2 separate regions of the Danio rerio genome follow, and region 1 is linked to region 2. Evidence: chromatin contacts called from public Micro-C data. All regions are on one chromosome and are shown on one strand. Each heading gives the region's core, a stretch centred on a gene start, on an enhancer-like site or on the middle of the called end of the contact. The rest is flanking DNA. Distances are from core to core; before and after follow the strand shown. Region 1 holds the start of nudt21 (nudix hydrolase 21). Region 2 holds the start of cfdp1 (craniofacial development protein 1).

The links. Hi-C and Micro-C count contacts between places; a contact is called where the count stands out from the background.
Region 1: a Micro-C map of caudal fin shows a contact between it and region 2, with 4 times the contacts expected there. The contact joins the promoter of nudt21 here to the promoter of cfdp1 in region 2. A contact is called at or near these places in 3 of 18 Hi-C or Micro-C datasets (caudal fin, embryo and an unstated tissue) and 2 of 4 datasets of contacts at active chromatin or transcription factors (caudal fin and embryo).

Annotation. Positions count from the first base shown.
Region 1 is chr18:24,124,984-24,129,536 of GRCz12tu, forward strand. nudt21 (nudix hydrolase 21) reads right to left here and starts at 1,971. Exons shown (of 7, transcript NM_201117.1): 1 at 1,727-1,971. The coding sequence starts at 1,845.
Region 2 is chr18:23,805,115-23,809,814 of GRCz12tu, forward strand. It overlaps cfdp1 (craniofacial development protein 1), which reads left to right and starts at 1,540. Exons shown (of 7, transcript NM_001100035.1): 1 at 1,540-1,746; 2 at 2,499-2,631; 3 at 3,642-3,861. The coding sequence starts at 1,680. tmem170a (transmembrane protein 170A) reads right to left here and starts at 60. Exons shown (of 3, transcript NM_200689.2): 1 at 1-60.

The DNA of each region.
Region 1 (4,553 bases), core at 721-3,220, 320 kb after region 2:
GTTAGATTTTTCAAATACAGTGCAGCCCTAGCCGCTAGTCATGTAAATTTCCATAAAGCTTCAAAACCTTTAAGAATCTTGTTTTCAAATAAGTGGTTGCATATCAAGGGGTCACAAAAAGTCACAATTTATGTAATGGAGGATGCATTTCATCATAATTATTTCAAAAAGTTATTAAAATCCAATGGTTCATGTATCTGTGCGTCTGAATTATGCCAGATTCCCAACTGTATTTATCAAAGCTTGTGATTGGTTTGTTACTGTATATTATTGCAAAATCACTCCCTTAATAAATCACCTAAATTATGAATTCTTTTTGAATAGACCTACTCATTTCATCTAGTAAAATTATCGCAATGTACATCGCAGAGGATTAAAATATCACTTGGTAATTTCTCCCTAATATTGTGCTGCTCTAATTTTGACCAGAAGGCATTACCAATCTGTGGTATTTTGAATGTTTAAAGGTTTTGTGAAGTGCTTTGAAATGGGCATTTATATTCCATGTTTGAGGTAATCTCAACTGAAACATAATGAAATGGTGGCAGTTCCTCCCCTTTAGAAAATAAAAACAGAGAATAGCGTTTTGTTTTTATCACAAACAATCTCTGCCAATGAGAGTGTTTGAGCTTAAGGCATCAAATGAATAGCAAATGAGAACCATCTTGGCAGGGGGTGGGGTTTATGCTCACATACTAGAGAGCATTTGATTGGTCAAGATTTGGTGAGTAAGTAAAACATGAAGTGACCTATGAATAATCATAGATTAGGCGGAAGTGACAAACTGCGGGCTTTAGATGTGTATATATCTTATAACGCAAATTGAGTCACTGTTTGAGCACACTAGCTTATAGATATCCTCAAAACTAACATCTAAAAAGCTTTATTTTTACTTTTTATTTTATTTCACAGGTCCTACCTTTAAAAGAGCAATCATTTATTAATTTTATACAAAGTGTAATTTGGATCTTGTGCTCGCCTATTATGGGCGTTTCATTCCATTGTGTTTTCATACAGCTTTTTGTACAAATTAAAAATAATACTCCCAAATAAGGGTTTCAATATCAAATTTGAATTTACATTAAAGATCATTCATATTAATATTTGATTAACATTGGCATAAGGTTAGCGTTATTAACAAAATCAACAATTATAATAACAATTCTACCGTCACTCAATATAATCAATGATTGGGATTTGTTTACGTAACTTGCTCAAGAATTCGACTGTTTGATTTCTAAGTCATACTTAACGTTACACCAAAATAATAACAAATAACACCATAAACCACAAATAATCAAATAACATTTCAATAACATTGCGCCTGTCGACTAATGTTAGTGATATTTTCGAATAAATGTGCAAAGAGCCCTAGGATAAATCACCGAGAACAATGCTAACTGCAACATATGGAATACAAAACTAATAAGAACTATATCGAACTCTTATATTTCAATATCCCTGCATATGTACACACTGCCATAAATGTGCATGCATTTTGCCACATAAAAAACAAAACTCTGAATATTTCACTGTATTGTTACGCATGCAAACAAGAGCTGGCAGCAAGAAGCTACGGTAGTCTGCCATGGTCAAACGCTAACAATGCTAACGTACTGACATGAAAGGCACAATGCAGCAGCACTAGGATTTACAACCATTAAAGCTTGTTTAAGTAATCGCATATATCGTTTGTAGTGTTGAATTTTAAGTTCAAGTTACTCACAGGTTGATTGTTCTCTCCAGGGTGAGGGGTTTAGTCGCCTGGGTAATGTATTTATTGCCGAACTGATTTACTCCTCGAGGCCAACCGGTAGATGATCGATTAGGAGGTACAACTGACATCGTATGACGGATTATTAAATCACTTCCTAATATTTGCACTAATCGCGTTTTTTTCCACGTTGATTACTTTATTACTGTGATTGAATTGCACAGCCTTGGCGCTCGATGAAAACTGGAATACGGCGCTCTGCTGTGAAAGCACATCCGGGACATTGGGTTACTTCCTGTGTTACGACCGTGTGTTTCGGCTCTTCAGATTTTTCTCATCTGATCTATGAGCAAGAGTTGTTTTCCACATTATAAGTAGTGGGTTTGAACAGTCCAGACACGATTCAAACCCTTACCCTTCAAACAGAGGGTTTGTGGTTGTTTATTACACTTTTCTGCCTGCTACAAGGCGTGTTTTGGTGTCTGTTAACCTGACATCACAAACACAAGAATACCACAGAAATGTCCAAACTAGATTATTAAACCATGTATTAATCAGAAAAAGACAGTAACAATTAAACCACTTATATAGCCTGTAATAGTTATTTAGGGAATTTTACCATTTAATGTTTGCAAGATTGCTTTGTGTATACGTAGCCTAATTTTTGCTTTAATGTAAACAGAACAGTTTTTTTAATACTTTATACGGACCTTTGGTGTTTTTAAAACATCATCAGTCGGTGCTATTCCCACATATCAAAAAATATCTGGCCCACATAATCAGCTTTTGCTTGGCCCACTTGCGGCAGTAAATTATGGTATATGAGTGGACCAATTCTGGCTTTTAGACAAGGACCAAACATGGACAATATCTGGGCCAAGTCTCAGACAAGTTAATAACCCATAACTGAGCCTAAACTTCACCAGATATGTTTTTGTATCCCGTCTGCAATGAAATTGATATACTCAGGGATCATTGCGCTTTAGGCATGCTATGGGCTTGCTTTTTCTCGAAGCGATGATTGGTACTTGGTAGAATTTTTTTCTTTATTTGAAAATAATAAAAATGTATTTTAAATGTGGGTCAAGATAAGCCTAACGTTCATGGCTCATATATCAATTGTTAACATCTGGCCCGAGTAGGCCTATTGTGTGCCGTCTTAAAGACGGTGCCACCTCTGCCAAACCAGGGCCATGTTTGGCCTACATGCTGTATGCCAGTGCCAGACAAATGCCTGCCCTGCCAGATATATGCCATATCTGGGTCAGAATTCTTTTCTACCTGTGTTGGAGGCACAACAAGTTAGCCTACACTGAATCACTTGCATATTTTGCTAAACATGTGATCAATTATTGCCATTCTTTAAGCCAGGAATGTCAAACTCAGTTCCTGGAGGGCCGCAACCTTGCACAGTTTAGCTTCAACCCTGCTTCGATATACTTACCTGAAACCTGAAGGACTCAATTAGTTTAATCAGGTTTGTTTAATTAGGGTTAAGCTAAACTGTGCAGAGCTGTGGTCCATCAGGAACTGAGTTTGACACCTGTGCTTTAAGCAGTATATAATGCAGTGCAAAAACAGCTTAGTGCACATACCTTGATATGTCTGAGAAAATCTTAATAAACACCTCAGCTTTCAGAAAATACTTAACACAGTAAGTGTCTTTCTGCATGCACACTATTATTTGCTTTTTACTCCATAGAGCTCCATATAAAAGCCAGAAATGTTTTTGCACAGGCCTATCTAAAGGGTTAATGGTCCTAAGCGATCATCAAAAGGAAAAATGGCAAATTGTACCTCTTCTCAACAGGGAAAACCAGCAGCAATCAAGAGTGGGTGATTATTTGCTGTCATGGTTTTGCAATCAAAAAAAAGTTGTTATAATGAAAGTCAATGGGGCAAAAAACAGCCACCAATTGGGTAGTAAATTTGAACAATAGGTTTAAGGAAAATTCTTACACTTCAAAGTCCATACCACTTGCAGCTTTAGTGTAATGTGCCTGAGTAAAACATTCTGTCAATTCAGTATGAGATGTTGGTGACATCATTCCAATAGTATCTGGATGCAGCCTTTATGATGCAAGCTGAGATTGCATCACTCATCGATGCTATATCAGACACAATGCACCCAATGGAGTGAGTGATGTCACTGTGATGGGTAGGGATGCATCTACTTGTAGGCAAATTGTTTGTTTAATTAAATGGATTATTTTCAAATTTCTTACACTTGAATATTGCATTAAGTTATACCAAGGTATTGTAGGACTTACAAATCAAATGAAATTATTTACACTGCAAAATTAGAACTAAACTAAATGTTAAATGTGTTCATGGAATGTAATATCAAAATATTTTTTGATGCTTTTATCTAATTCGGCAAGTAAACACTTTTCCCTTCCAAAAAAATCTGAAAAGGCGTGTTACTTTGTCAATTTTATTTAGTGCATTACTTCTGAAGATAAAAGTATTCTTTCCTTTCACAGTTTTCTTGAAAATAAATCCTAGACGATGGTCATAAGCTAAGATGAAAGGGAGTCCTCCAAGGCTGTGGATGTACATTTGACACTGAACATTTGAATGCTGAAATTGGCATACAGAGAGGTAATGAACATACACATGGAGTCCTGCTTTTTGCTGTTCTCCTTTGTTTAAGGAGTAATATTGTACATGCAGAAAATAACAAGGGGAAACTATTATACAAACATAAATTTATTTTTGTTTATTTATTTATGTTACTCGTTTCAATTTCAGTGCTTATAGTTTCTTCTTTTGTAATAACTTACTGAATGCAATGTTAAAAAAAAAATAGTTTTGTGTATATTGTGCTTCATTTGTTGTT
Region 2 (4,700 bases), core at 290-2,789:
CACCGATCAAAAATCGATATGAATGATGGTTTTATCCACCACTACTGTTGTTGGTTTGAGATTATCTCGCTGTCACCTGCGATTTGCTACGGGCTTGTGGGCGGGACTTGAAGGGTTTGTGTGGTATGTCCCTGAACGGTTGCCGTAATACTGGACTTAAAAATCATATGGATGGATTTGTTTCTGTGTTCCTCAAGGATTTTTTTGATGTTTTATTTTTTTTTTATTTTATTTACTCTTTTGTTATTTGTAAATTATTATTATTATTATTATTATTATTATATTTTAATAATTATCTATTATATTAATACTCTATTATTATATTTTATATTAATAATTATATATTACATTAATACTTTACTAATATAACGATGGCCATAATAACCCCTATTATTATTATTATTATTATTATTATTTCATTTTAATAATTATATTTTATATTAATAATTTACTAGTATAACAATAGCCATAATAATCCCTATTGTTATTATTATTATTTTATTTCAATAATTACATATTATATATTTTAAAAATTATATATTATATTAAAACTTTCCTAATATAACAATGGGTGACGCGGTGACATAGTAGGTAGTGCTGTCGCTTCACAGCAATAAGGTCGCTGGTTCGATCCTCGGCTGGGTCAGTTGCCGTTTCTGTGTGGAGTTTGCATGTTCTCCCTCCGTTCGCGTCGGTTTCTTCCAGGTGCTCCAGTTTCCCCAACAGTCTAAAGACATTTGGTACAGGTGAATTGGGTAGGCTAAATTGTCCCTAGTGTATGTGTGTGAATGAGTGTGTGTGTGTGGATGTTTCCCAGAAATGGTTTGCGGCTGGAAGGGCATCCGCTGCATAAAAACGTACTAGATAAGTTGGCGGTTCATTCCACTGTGGTGACCCTGAATTAATAAAGTGACTTAGCCGAATAGAAAATGAATGAATAATATAACAATGGTCATAACAATCCTTATTATTGATAATTTTATTTTAATAATTATATATTATATTTTAATAACTATATATTATATTAATTCTTTACTAATATAACAATGGTCATAATAATCCCTATTATTATTATTATTGTTGTTGTTGTATTTTTGTCCGTTTTAGAACATGATTTGAACGTTTTTTTAAGATATAAATAATTTGTAACAGAATATATTGGTGTATTTATAGATTTTTAATTATTATTTTTTGTATACTCTGTGCTGTTATTATTGCTAACCTTAAGAATATATTTACCTTTAATTACATAATTAGAAATATTATAAACATTAAAAAGTTTAATACAACAGAATACAATCAAAACAACCTATAATATATATTGTGGTTCGTTATCTTTAGATTAATTACACAATATACAATGCTTTACTACCGTTTGGTTGAATATTTGTTGATATTGTTGTTGTTAAAAAACATTTTCTAAATATTGTGTCTTTAATTTTAGCTCAAGGACTTGAAGATGAAAGAAACGACGAGCCTGGAGGCTGACGATGAGCCGTTGAGTCGCTCTTTTAGCGATCGGATGAAGCTAGCAAGCTAACATGCTGGGCTTTTAGTAAAGCAACCACACGTTTGTTCAAAGCTAGCTGGTTAGCCCCAGTGTTTCTTGCAAGTATTTTTTGGAGTTTTTCTCTGATTTAGCAGCTAATTCTACAGCGCACTGCACGTACGACACAAGAATGAATTATTCAGATTACGACTCGGATGGTTATTCATCAAACGAAGATGAAGACTATGTCCCTTCAGGTAACGATAAGATGTTTAGCATGAAATTAGCATGGTTGTATATATATATATGAAAGAGTAGTGATGTAGCTAAGCTAACTCGACTGTTCTTTGTATATGTATACCTATACTGTCCCCCTGTTTACATCGTTTTTATTTAATATGCAGGCACAAATAAATAAAACGAATACATTGATAATGCTCATACTTTGCTTTCATTTATAAATAATTATCTAGAAAATCATACATCTGTTTACATACATTGTGTGTGAGATATTCATATCCCTCTTTGAAGACCCCTGCATTATAATGTTTTCATATTTAAGTAACTATTAATACGTTAGTTTTTGAAAGATGTTCACCTGGCAGTAAGAGTGATGACAAAGATGTAAACAATCATACATGCTGTTGGGCAACTGTCTTAATCTTCATAATAATTACAAACTGGTACTAAGAAGGAAAAAATACTCATTTTTAACTATGGAAAATATTAGAAAGATTTTAACTAACAGTATATAGAGAAATGAAGGTCAATGGAGTTGGAAATCTGCTACTTCATATTGTACTGCTCCCAAGAGTTGTAAATATACTTTAATCTTGAGTTATTGAAAGGGACGTTTGGCATTTTTCATATTATTTTTAAATATTATATTACATATATTATACATTGTCCTTTCAAATGTCTATGCTGCAGTAAATACTATGTTTGCATGTTTGTTTTGTCTCATTGTCGTGATTTTATTTACATTTATTTCATTTTTTTCTTTGATCAGATGATAACTTGAGTGAGGATGACATTAATGATTGTGTAAAGGAGGATGCGCTGGAAGGGGAGGATCACGACCGGCAGACGCCGGAAAATTTAACAAAGAAAAAGAAGAAAAGTAAAGCAGATGTCCATATGAGGTAGGGCTGCCCGATTTGGAGAAAGAAAATCTATTTGCGATTTATCTAATCAAAATTGTGATTTGCAATTTACTGTAATTTTATAAAGGAGCTGCAGGTTTGATGTGGTGGTTTTATCGGCACCAACCAAGCATATTCACAAAGTACGCTACACTATGCTACTGTATATTTAAAACCATTCATGACAAATTAAGATAATAACTACATTATTTTTAATTAAATTAAATAAATTATATTTATAATCTAATTTAAATCCTTAACATTTAGATTGTGTTACATTTTTCTTCATATCAATTTCATGAGCATTTATAGCAAATAAACTAATGTAAATTTTATCTTTTTTGCTTTTGGAGAGCAGCCCATGTTCTCTTGTTATTAATATTTTAATAAACTTTATTAGGTAAACTGTCCGTGATATGAACAAAAGCAAGTGATGCATCAAAGTATTATAAATATAATGAAGTTTTATAAATTAATAATAAAATCTTAAATAATAGGCCTATAGGTAAATAATAATTATACGATGTAGTTCTATGTTCTATGTCTCTCTCGCCATAGTAATAATTGAAATAATCGTAGCTTTTGCGATGTGAAATTACACCTTTTCAAATCGAGATATCGGTTTTAAATTTATTAATTTGTGCAGGTGTAATATGAGGTATAGATGATTTTACTGACATTTACTTTAAACCCACTTGTAGGAATAGTTCACCTTAAAAATGTAAATGTACTTACAATTTACTTAACTCAAGTGGTTCCAAACATCTTAAGGGGCTTTTTTTTGTTGTTAAACACACAAAAAAATTTAATAATGCTGAAAACCGCTAGCCATTGACATACAGTGTAGGAAAAAATATTATGGAAGTCAGCGGCTGACGGTTCCAGCATTCTACAAAACGTCTTTTTTTTTTTTTGTTCAAAAGAAGAAGCTCAGCAATTGGAGCAAGTGAACCGTGATTAAATGACAACTGTTTTAATTTGTAGTTGTCACTTTCTCCTTGTTTCCAAAGAAAAAGGAAAAAAGGAGGCCTCAAACTGGTGGAGGATGGCGAGGCAAGTACAGCAGATCAGCAGAAGGACGAAGATGAGCCAAAGGAAGACGATTTTGTAACCAAGTCAGTAGGAGACATTGAAGAGCGGCAGAAGAAGAAAGCAGATGATCTTTGGGCTAGTTTTCTGAGTGATATCCCTAGACCCAAAGCAGAAGTTCCAAGTGCAAGCTCTCAGAAGGTAAAGTATCAGCTCAAGAATACAAACACAAATAAAAGAGGTTTTGTTTAAAGTCTGTGTGAAATCAAAATTTACTATGTTTATTTTGCTAATGCAGATTGTTATTGTTAAACTTTTTTTTTTTTAGTTAAAGCCCTACCATTTGTTCTGCATTCTTGTGGTCCTTCTCTGTTGATGTATTTACTGCTGAAGGACATTGACCTGGACAGATTGTTGTTCATAGATTTAGTTTATTATAGTTTTAAAATTTTTTAAAACAGTTGTTCAGGTGACGCAGTGGCGCAGTAGGTAGTGCTGTCGCCTCACAGCAAGAAGGTCGCTGGTTCAAGCCTCAGCTCAGTTGGCGTTTCTGTGTGGAGTTTGCATGTTCTCCCTGCGTTCGCGTGTGTTTCCTCTGGGTGCTCCGGTTTCCCCCCCAGTCCAAAGACATGCGGTTCAGGTGAATTGGGTTGGCTAAATTGTCCGTAGTGTATGAGTGTGTGTGTGTGGATGTTTCCCAGAGATTGGCTGCGGCTGAAAGGGCATCCGCTATGTAAAAACATGCTGGATAAGTTGGTGGTTCATTCCGCTGTGACGATATAAAGGGACTAAGCCGACAAGAAAATGAATAAACGAATGAACATTTGTTAATAATTTTTTCTTAATTATTTAAAAGAAAGTTTACTGTGGAAAAAAAATGTATGTACACAAGTAGAGCTTGCTTGTTTTTACATAATATTTAAAATATTTAGCTCAGAAATAAAATCTAAAATATTTTTATTGTTTATTATTAATGTATTATTGTAATATTGAAAGTATTAAATTATAATAATTTTTTTGATAGGGCAAATGAAAATCTT